Regions from separate parts of the Zea mays genome. Here region 1 is linked to region 2. The links are chromatin contacts, called in public Hi-C maps. All regions are on one chromosome and are shown on one strand. Each heading gives the region's core, a stretch centred on a gene start, on an enhancer-like site or on the middle of the called end of the contact. The rest is flanking DNA. Distances are from core to core; before and after follow the strand shown.

What was found. Hi-C and Micro-C count contacts between places; a contact is called where the count stands out from the background.
Region 1: a Hi-C map of leaf shows a contact between it and region 2, with 1.9 times the contacts expected there. The contact joins the promoter of LOC100274584 here to the promoter of LOC103639270 in region 2. A contact is called at or near these places in 3 of 25 Hi-C or Micro-C datasets (endosperm, leaf and tassel).

The regions. Positions count from the first base shown.
Region 1 is chr9:144,311,615-144,316,864 of Zm-B73-REFERENCE-NAM-5.0, reverse strand. It overlaps LOC100274584 (alpha/beta-Hydrolases superfamily protein), which reads left to right and starts at 1,765. Exons shown (of 5, transcript NM_001148937.1): 1 at 1,765-2,283; 2 at 3,207-3,398; 3 at 3,518-3,757; 4 at 4,419-4,636; 5 at 5,139-5,250. The coding sequence starts at 1,884.
Region 2 is chr9:143,846,710-143,851,675 of Zm-B73-REFERENCE-NAM-5.0, reverse strand. LOC103639270 reads right to left here and starts at 2,566. Exons shown (of 5, transcript XM_008662029.3): 1 at 2,286-2,566; 2 at 2,130-2,186; 3 at 1,926-2,032; 4 at 1,741-1,803; 5 at 1,204-1,621. The coding sequence starts at 2,328. The coding sequence ends at 1,517. It overlaps LOC100217037, which reads right to left. Exons shown (of 20, transcript NM_001367758.1): 18 at 4,544-4,627; 19 at 4,314-4,380; 20 at 3,803-4,175. The coding sequence ends at 4,048.

The sequences.
Region 1 (5,250 bases), core at 516-3,015, 470 kb before region 2:
TTGTATATATGTATATACGTTTTTTTAAAAAAATAAAAAAAAATATAATCGTGTCGGGCCGGACCAGCACTACAGGCCGAGGCTACAGCCCAAGCATGACACGATGTTCTTGGCTCTTGCAAGCATTAGGTTATTTCTAAGACCACATTGGCGCAATGGACTCCATGGTGTTTGAGGTTGCTGAATTGGATAGAGCAACGATGATTTATCACACTAACAGTAAAATAAAAGGTTATTTGTTTGTTTTAAACGTTAGTAATTGCTACGAAGTAGTATAACTTATATGGAGCGCATCCAATTTTTATTGATGCCTGCCTTAGCAATCACTCCATATTTTGATCCAACTTTTTTATAAGTTTGAGTTCATGTGACTTATTTTAGAAACTTGAGCTCACAAATTTTCTCTTATTTGGTCTCTGTATGGTGAAATTATGTCATTTTATAATCTCTGTTTGTTTAGTTAGTCGTTATGAACTCTCTTTTAATCGCTCACTTCATTGACCGTGTTGTACCATGATATATTGCATGGAGTAAACAATAACATGAGTTAGCCAAATCAAAAAATATTATACAGAGAGTGGATACCATCAATAAAAAATCTTGAAAATTTTTTGGTGGATAGTTTACGTGGGTATTGTTGTAAGCCGTAGCAACGCACGGGCAACCGACTAGTAGTGTTAAATTTCACGTGAAAAGATGTTTTTCCAATTAAATAAATAATTATCTGAACAATCATTTACGTACAGATACTTTAAATAAAAATTTGTGCCATTAAAATAGCTATTATAAAAAAATAACCTAAGGTAATTAATTAATTTAATTAGAGGAGTACTAAGTACCCAGTCCATTTTACTATTTTAGATTGTGTACTGTTTTAGTTTTGTTAGGTCAATCTTCTTGGATTTTGACTAAGCCTATAAGAAGAACCCAATATCTACAACATCAATTTCATTTCTAAATTTTGTTGACACAGTGCACTAAACAAATGTGTGGGATAACGTTGAAAACTTCAAATGTCTGTAAACAACTTAATTCGGACATTTACAAGAGTAGTCTCTTAAGGGCCTGTTTGTTTAACCCCATGGATTATATAATCTAGATTATTTTTGGAGGATTATATAATCTGGATTATATAATCTGAGTAGTCCCGTTTGTTTATCCAGATTATTTGAGTTGTTAATAAGATTCTTTTGTATGATGAAGACATTAATGCCAATGGTGGGTTATAATGGCAATGGTGGGTAATTTCTAGGAAACTTTAAAGGGTAGTGGGGAAGTGGGAAAAAAATAATCTGAAATAAGCACCTCCTCACTTGCTTATGGATTATCATAATCTAAAGAGTTAGATTATATAATCTCGGCAAATAAGCTGGACTGTTTGTTTGCCTCTTAGGATTATTTAATCCATATTATATAATCTGAGGGGTAAACAAACAGGCCCTAAGTTTTCTTGTTGTGAACGCAGGAACAAAATGGAAACACCACTTTTCAATTTTTGTGACCCACTCCAGCACTCCTGCATGCCAGTACAACTCCGTGGCAGTTGCGAGCCGCCGTGCCGCCTCTCACATTTCCTACGGCCTAGATCCGTGGACGCTCGTGGTCGTGGGGAAGAAAGCAACCCGGGCCCGGAACCACCAAAGCCAGAGACACCCACCAGAAACTCCTAGACTCCTAGTACAGTTTTACCCACACAGCCTAGCGGGACCTACAAGTCAGCCAAACGTCTCAAGCTCGCCATTTCGCCTCGGTTTCCAGCTCCCACTCCTCCCTTCCTCGCTTCCCAATCTCCAAACCTCTCACTTGCACGGGAGCACGTACAGCCGTACAGGCGGAGCCAAAGCGATCGGCGCCGCGGCGGCAAGACGTCGTCGGCGGCGACGATGACGTGGCACGAGGACCTGGCCACTCACGTGGGGAACACGGGCGTTCGCCTCCCCGGCGCCGGAGGTCACGCGCCGGCGGCGGCGAATGTTGCTGCGGCGGGGGCCGGGTGGTACGGGGAGGAGGAAGAGGGGAGGGCGGAGGAGGGGTGGGCGCAGCAGGCGAAGGGGTTCGCGGAGTCGACGGCGGAGATGCTGCGGGAGCTGGGCCGGGGGCTGTGGGACGTCGCCGCGCAGAGCCTCGCCGGCGCCGAGGACAGCGAGGTGGCGCGGCGGCTCCGGAAGCGGGCGGCGGCTACGGGGAAGCGCCTCAGCTTCATGAACGAGTACCTCCCCGAGGAGCGCGACCCGGTGAGGTGTTGGCTCACCGTCGCCGCAGTCGCATTCGTCTCGCTCCTAGGTAACCGCTGATCTCGCGTCCGCCGCTCTTGTCCGCGTCAGCGCCGCTACGCCCCGCGCTCGCGTGACGCGTCTCTGCTTCTAGCTGAGCCTGCAACTGTGGTTCGTGGCGTCACGCAACATGCTGTATGGGTTTTGTCTCGTATTTGTTCTTTTACGGGGATGGATCTAACTGACTGTGGAGAATCGGGAATAAACTCGTGTTTCAGTTTCTGTTGCGGGTTTTATTTTGAATTTTGGATTGTAACTTCTCTCTGTGAGCAGATATCTAGTCTGTAGTACGTTTCACTGTCCAGTTGGTGGGAAAACGTGGCATTCGCAACCATACATTTTCAGACCCTGGGGTCATGCCTAGTTTACTCGCTCAACGTTGCGTTGACAAGAAGAACCCACAACTACACTACTGTTTCATGCGTATTCTGGGTTTGTGTTTGATCCGCTGAATCATTGCAATGGTTAAGGATACCACTAGTCAATTGTTTTACCTTTTGAGTTCCTTGTCACGGAATGGGACAAGGGGAACTGTTTCATCCTATTTCATTCACATATGTACAGATGGTTTGTCTAGTGTGTCTAGTTTAAGTAATTGATTTCCATGGAGAGCACTGTTTATTTCTCATTTTAGTCCGATTTACTCTGTCACTGATTTATTGTGTACATTTTGTGATCAGTTTGGTTCATTGTGGGCCAAAGCTTCTTGCTTGAGAACTGCAACATGTTAATTTATATATGTTTCGAATAATTTATGAATTTAATGTGACATCTTCCATGATATCATAATGTTATAAATTTATGGCCATCCAGTTATAATAGCACAATGCAAAATATATTCATTAGTGCCGAAATGTTCACACCTGATACAGTTTGTCCGTGTAGAGATCAGTGCACCACTTTAATTGCTTAATGAGAATGTTCTCCATGCAGTTTTAGGTTTTGGGAGTGGCAATGAAACTCCAGTAGAGCTTCCAAAGAAACTTATCATCGGCCCCCCAAGTGCTGATAGAATCCAACTTCCTGATGGACGGCATCTGGCTTATCAAGAACAAGGAGTTTCAGCTAACAGAGCAAGATTTTCACTGATTTATCCTCATTCTTTTCTTTCATCAAGGCTAGCAGGTAGGGAGTCTAGTCGAGTTGGTATGGCATGTTAGTTTATCAGAGCGTTACATCATTTACCGGACACTGTTGGCATTTCCATGCTTCCTATTTGATCTACATTGTTCTTTCTCATGCAGGAATCCCTGGAATTAGAGCATCTCTTCTGGAAGAATTTGGAGTACGACTTGTGACCTATGATCTTCCTGGTTTTGGTGAGAGCGATCCACACATAGGCCGGAATCTCAATTCTTCTGCAATGGACATGCTCTATCTGGCTAATGCTCTCAATATTCCGGAGAAGTTCTGGGTTGTGGGCTATTCTGGAGGTGGAATGCATGCCTGGAGTGCTCTTCGTTACATTCCTGATCGCATTGCTGGTACCTACTTCATGTTTTTTCTTCTACATTGTTTTGGATTTGTAAGTTTATATTTTGGCAAGTTGTTGAGGAGGGGGCAGCTTTCGTGATCTTCTTCGCTTGGGGCTCCGATTGAGTTTCCTCTTAATATAATATTGTGGGAGCGGTATTTCCCCTACTGCCCGAGTTTTTTTTATGGGGATGCCTATTTGGATGCAGTTGTTTTTTGACACTTGCACAGTGACCCATTGTTTTCAGCCTGTGGATATGCAATGTCATACCTTGCTTATCCCTTTTGAACTTCAGAAGACTTAACTTAATTCTGGAAATGATTGTGACCTAAACATAATGCGATCCATGCTTTACATTTCTGTAAGCTTGTTAGTATATCACTTTTGCCTCTATGATAATGAAATGTGGGTGCTCTATTCAATTGGATTACTCAGCACCATCCAAATGTTTAACGATTTTTTTGAAACTGAAAGCACAGATGCACATATGTCTTCCTTGTTTGGAACCTTGATCTGGTCAAGACATAACTACTATTGCATCTTAAGATAAGATGTGGTTGTTTCAGTCAAAAGCACTTATTGCTTTTCTATTCAAAGAACACAGACCTTACATGCTTATTGTATATGTTACTGGTAGGTCTGCTGATATGTTATTTATATTCCGAGTCCAGGTGCAGCAATGTTCGCACCTATGGCAAATCCATATGACTCCAAGATGACCAAAGATGAGAGGCGTAAAACATGGGATAGCTGGTCAACGAAACGGAAACTGATGCACATTTTAGCTCGGAGGTTTCCATCACTACTACCATTCTTTTATCGCCAAACCTTTCTTTCTGGAAAGCAAGGACATCCAGAGAGTTGGTTGTCGCTGTCATTGGGGAAGAAGGTATGCTAAAGTGTTATGTACTATCTCAAAGTACCAATGAAACATTGGGATGCTGCTGTAGGGCATGGGTTTGCTTTACCATTCTTGCTCTTACTGTTCACCATCAAGGTTCTTTAAAATGTAGAAAGCTTCTGTTTATTTCAAAAGGCATAGGAAAATCAAATGCAAGATGTGTGGTATTATTGTACAACAAACAACGACACGAGGAAGAAGTGGCACTGGATTTTAGTTAGATAAATACTTTTTTTAAAAACAATATTCAGTTGAAAAGTTGGAGCATCTATGTTTATCTTCCATGTTCCATGTGCTACAGTACGCTCGTTATGTGTTCGACATAGGTAAACAACAACTTCAGCATTGTCTTGCTTCATGAGCATGTTAGTGACTGATTTATCCATGCATGATTGGTGCTAGGTTAAGAATTTTTAGTATTCATCCCTTTTATTAAATGCGAACATTTGCCTTTTCTCGTGCCAAGTACTAATGTTATGACATAATTCAGGACAAAACTTTACTGGAAGGTCCTGCGTTCAATGCATTCTGGGAAAGGAATGTTGCAGAGTCTGTGCGCCAGGGAGATGCAAGGCCATTTGTGGAGGAAGCTGTGCTGCAAG
Region 2 (4,966 bases), core at 1,317-3,816:
AACGAAAAATTATGCTCAAATGTCGAATCATTTGGCTCCCCAAAATTTTCCGGACGAAGCCACTACCTGGGATGGAGTCGCTCCATCCTAACTGGCTCCGGAACCAAACACTACCTAAGAGTATTGGCCGATCCTTATCTATACGAATATATAATTCATCAGTTTAAACTTTGCAAAACTCACCCAACCAAAATCACCCCTCACACCCATAACCTCCACTAAATTCACCAAACAAATTACACTCATAGTTAACACACCATCAAAAACAACAATTCAGGTCATTGGATAACTTACTCTCACTTACTCAAATCTAATGATCAATATTATTTGGATCATCTCTTATCCCCCTCCCCCTTCCTCGCGCCGACCCCTCCCCCTCACTCGCATCGCCTGTTGTTGAGTCGTTGACCTCTTCCTCCTCTCCGCGTGATCGTAGCATTAGCACGAATTACATAACAGTTAAAATAAACGTCATTCAGTCTTCGTATGAAACGATCCTAATCTGTATTTTTGTTGTCAAAAATATTTTTCCCCAACGGTATACTAGCTTCTTTAGGGCTAGTTTGGGAGCTCAATTTTTCTAAAGGATTCTTATTTTCCCAAGGGAAAATGAACTAATTTTTCTTGGGAAAATGAAAATCCTTTGAGATAATATGGTTTCTAAACTAGCCCTTATAGTTTTTTTCATCAGCAAAGGAGGGGTTCGATTAGTTGGGAGGCGGGGTTGGCATCACCATGAGTCGTTCACCATGCCGCATATGGTCGGTGCTGTGCGCTTTGTTCGGTTAATCACGCCTTTGTCCTTTCTCCGCAAAAGCTGCTGTTGTTGGGGGACCAGCTGGGGCAGGAGCCCGTTACGACATCCACTAATCAAAGTGAGCGAGTGAGATGTTGCTCGGGGAAGCCAGAGCCACCGGTACTTGTGGCCGGCAGCAGCACACGAGGTCCTCGTGGCCGGGCCATCCGACACCAACTATTTTGGCCATCGATCAGCCGCAAGGTGCTGCTGTTTGGTTCGGGTCCTTTTGGTCCGTAATCAGCTTACGGCGCTACTAGCGGATTTCTTTCTGATCGTATTGTGAATCTTTAATTAATTAAAAATTAAAGGTAGGAGACGCGTGACGTCCTGGTGTCTTTCTACCATCCATCAGAGAGCCATGCTGAATTTATGCACCGGCAGCTGGGGGGCAGGTCACATCTCTCTCATTGTTGAAGCCTTAAAACAAAGATCCGTAGGAAAACAGACATGCTGCTGCTGCTGCAGGGGCAGCAGGGCCGACGCTGGCTGAACCGTCACAATCGCATTGCTTTTCGTTCTGCTTGCTGGGGCTCGTAGTGATGTGATGCAGATGCAGAGAGAGCGGCACGTACTAGCGCCACAGTCTGCTGACGCTTGTGCAGAGAGGAACCGAGCAGCGTGGCCGGGTTACAGCCATGCATATGATCCCGTGGCGTCCCATGCCAGTCTGCTGACGACGCATGAGCTACGTAAGCAGGCGATGGCTTACGTTGTTGATCACCGCTTCCACCACCAGGTCTCCGTGTTCTTCCTGATCTGCTGCGCGAGCGCGGCGAAGTTCTCGGCCTCGCTCTCCAGCTCCGCGGACTGCTCCGTGATTCTCTGGGCACAGCACAGCACAGGGAGGCGCGCGGATGGCCATCGATCGGTCGGTCATTTATGTATAACAGAAGGAGTCATTCATGCATGAACCGGTGGGTCTATGTGTCTATCTAATCTACCGCGAGTTTCTCCTGCCGCTCCATGAGCTTCTGCTTCGCGTGAGCCGCGGCAGCCGCGGCGTCCTGCGATTGTATGTAAATCATCATCGTCACAAAGATGAGCGCGGTTTCGAAACATGGATCAGTGTGTTGGCGGCGAGACTGATGCAGAAAGAAAGAAAGAAAGAAAGAAGAAGAAAAGCGACCCCTTTGAACTTGTATTTGGTGAGGATCTCCTGGGTGCTTCTCTTCCGTGGCGTGTGGGCGGCGTCGTCGTCGCTTGATCCTTCGAACAGCTGCTCTCGCTCCACGTCTAGCGGGTAGCAGCGGACACTATTATCACTATCCCATTGATTTTTAGATTAGAAATGGGAGCTCACGCACATGCTGGAACCTGTTGTTGCCCGTACCTGTCTTGCTCTTAGTATTGCTCGCAGCAGACGTAGACGACGGTGCCTCGGCGTCATCTGCGGTGGATTATGGATTGCGTCTCAAGTATGCGCCAGGGGCGTAAACAGGGATGGGATGACAAGAGAGATCAGAGAGTGAGGGAGACAGAACAGAACCATTCGTCGATTCCTGTGTTGGCACTGGTCCCTTGTTTCCCATTGCCAGCAAGACTGTTCAAGTGTCTTCGCCGGCCGTGTGGAATTCAGATACGCGTTTCTTTTTTTCCCCCTTTCTATTCCTCGTTGGGCACCGTCGTCAAGAACTCCGGCTGCAACATCCACGTCGTGCAAAAAGGCCGGCGCGAATCCGGAACCGACTAACTACCTGCAACCGAGGATGGAAACTAATGCAGGAGAGCAAGCAAGCAAGCAGATGAAAGAGATTGGACGGGCAGTTTATTTTGCTGCTAACCACATTTAGACACCTCGAAACGTGGCTTGCCACAGAGGGTTAATTTGGTGCTTCTTATTTTTGGGCAGTACAGCTCGATCTCCAGTTCCTTCTTTTGAAATAGATTATAGGCCACGAATCAGGCAACGAAATTGCACGCTTAGGCTTCGCCTCTTAGCCGGTCTCCAACAGCTTGCATATCCTACCTTCTATTTCAAATCCATTCGATAAATTATGTAGTCTATGATGCAAAATAATATTTTACACCATCATACTCACTATCTAATGGAGACAACCTTAAATATGACCCCAAAAAAATTGCAGGCTGAGACTGGATGAAATGCCTGCTCGTTTGTTTTTAGAATTGCAAGTATTGCAAGCCAAAAGGTTCGCTCACTGTTTTGGCGTTCTCTCTACGTCCTACTAAAATAAATGCATTTGTACAATTTATTGTTGAGATCAACGGTACTAGGAAAATTACATATATAGCCTCCTAGCAAAATCTATCCACACATGTAATAATTGCACTTTGTGAATAGAGAAAGTAGTAAAGTCTACTTAGAACTAGGTGGTCCCATAACTAAAAGCGCACTTGTTCTAAAATAATAAATACTAGAAGTAGGGTGATAATATGCTCTAAATTTTATATTATAAAATTTAAAATCAGATTAGATTAAGATTGGACCCTATTTCTATTTATTTTTGAACTAAAATTTATTTATGTCCCTACCATTTTGTGAAGTATTTGGATCACGATCTAATCTATTATCACCCCTAACTAGGAGTGTATCTATTAGAGCATGCATAATTAAGGACATGTTTGTTTCTATAGTGCTAAATTTTTACTAAACTTTAGCACTTAAGAGTTGTATGATACAAATGCTAAATTTTACCACATCACCTCTAATTAATGTGAGTACACGATACAACAACTTTTAGTTAACATGTTTGGTAAACTTTAGCAAAGGAAAACAAACGAAGCCTAAGTTTTTGGATCGGAGACAGCATAAGTATCTAGATCATAAATGCATACGAGCAAACCCGACTGTATAGCGCAACGTGGAATTATACTTGGCAAACATCTGTGCCTGATAAGAACAGCATCTTTGTGTTTTTGATGCCCCACCCTCACTGTACCAGACAGAGGGACGGAGGTGTCTTTTCTGTGTCAGCAACTATGCAAGACGCCAAGACCGTCGCTACCAACCAGTCACACTAAAAAAATATGTGGTCTCTCGGATTTATTACAAATTTGGAATTTCGAGGCGTAATTTTCTATTCATGGATACATAAAAAGTATAACAAATAGAATGTGCAAATCCAAACTATAGGCTTACAAATTAGCAGCTTCAGATTACGGGACCGGCAGGCCATCCTGCCTCCTTATTTAACCTTACTCTTGCAACGAATAAAACAACATTCTAATCCTTTTACATTCAATTTCTAACAAAGGGCAATATGAAAGGGAAGGGGGGAAAAGACCAAGGATTAGATTAGACCACACAGACGGGGCCTAGAGCAAAACTGTTTCCCATTGGCTTTCACCAAGGCTACTACTCCGACTGTTAAGCCCGCACAGATAATGGAGGAGATCAAGTGCTGCGCGTTCCGTCCAACTGCAGATGAGATGAGACAATGGATATAAAATTTTGCTGTCTGTGCAATTCAGTTTTTTTCAAAGAGAATATAAGCACAACTGATGTGAACAGTCTATCAAAACTTCAGAACTCTGGAGACTAGCAAGGCAGGCAGACCTTGACTGAGAGTGAAAGTTGTCGCGGTAATCCCACCAACTATGATTGCTGAAGCCACCGGCAGATACTGCAGTATGTTTTCGCAACAGCCACAAAAGGTGAGACCAACCAACAGCAGAGTTATTTAACTTTTTTGTAGAGGATGTTGTTTAACTATACAAGGGTAGCAATTCCCATCAGATAAATGAAAAGGCCACACTACTAAGACAGGCAAATTATTAGTTAATTACCGAAGAAGAATCAACACCATTATGAAAAGGAGAAGAGCTGCCTTGGCTGACTGTATAATAACCGCTAATAAGGTCAAGAGCATCCTGGAGACAAATAATGAAAGAGGCACAGCGTGGTCAACACAAGGGTGTAGACAGGGATAATCTAGCAAGAAGCACTGGGAAATAATATAGTAGTATCATTACATGACTGTAAAGTTGCATCTGAATCAATGTATCTTATGGCACCTCCTTAAGGGCTTGTTCGGTTATTTTCAATCCATATGGATTGGAGGGGATTGATACGGATTGGAGGAGATTTTGACTTACTAGGGATTGAAACCCCTCAATCCATATGGATTGGGGTAGAACCGAACAAGCCCTAAACATTGAAAAGAGAAATGATGCAATGCACTCTTGCTACATCATGTGCAGTTTAGCTAA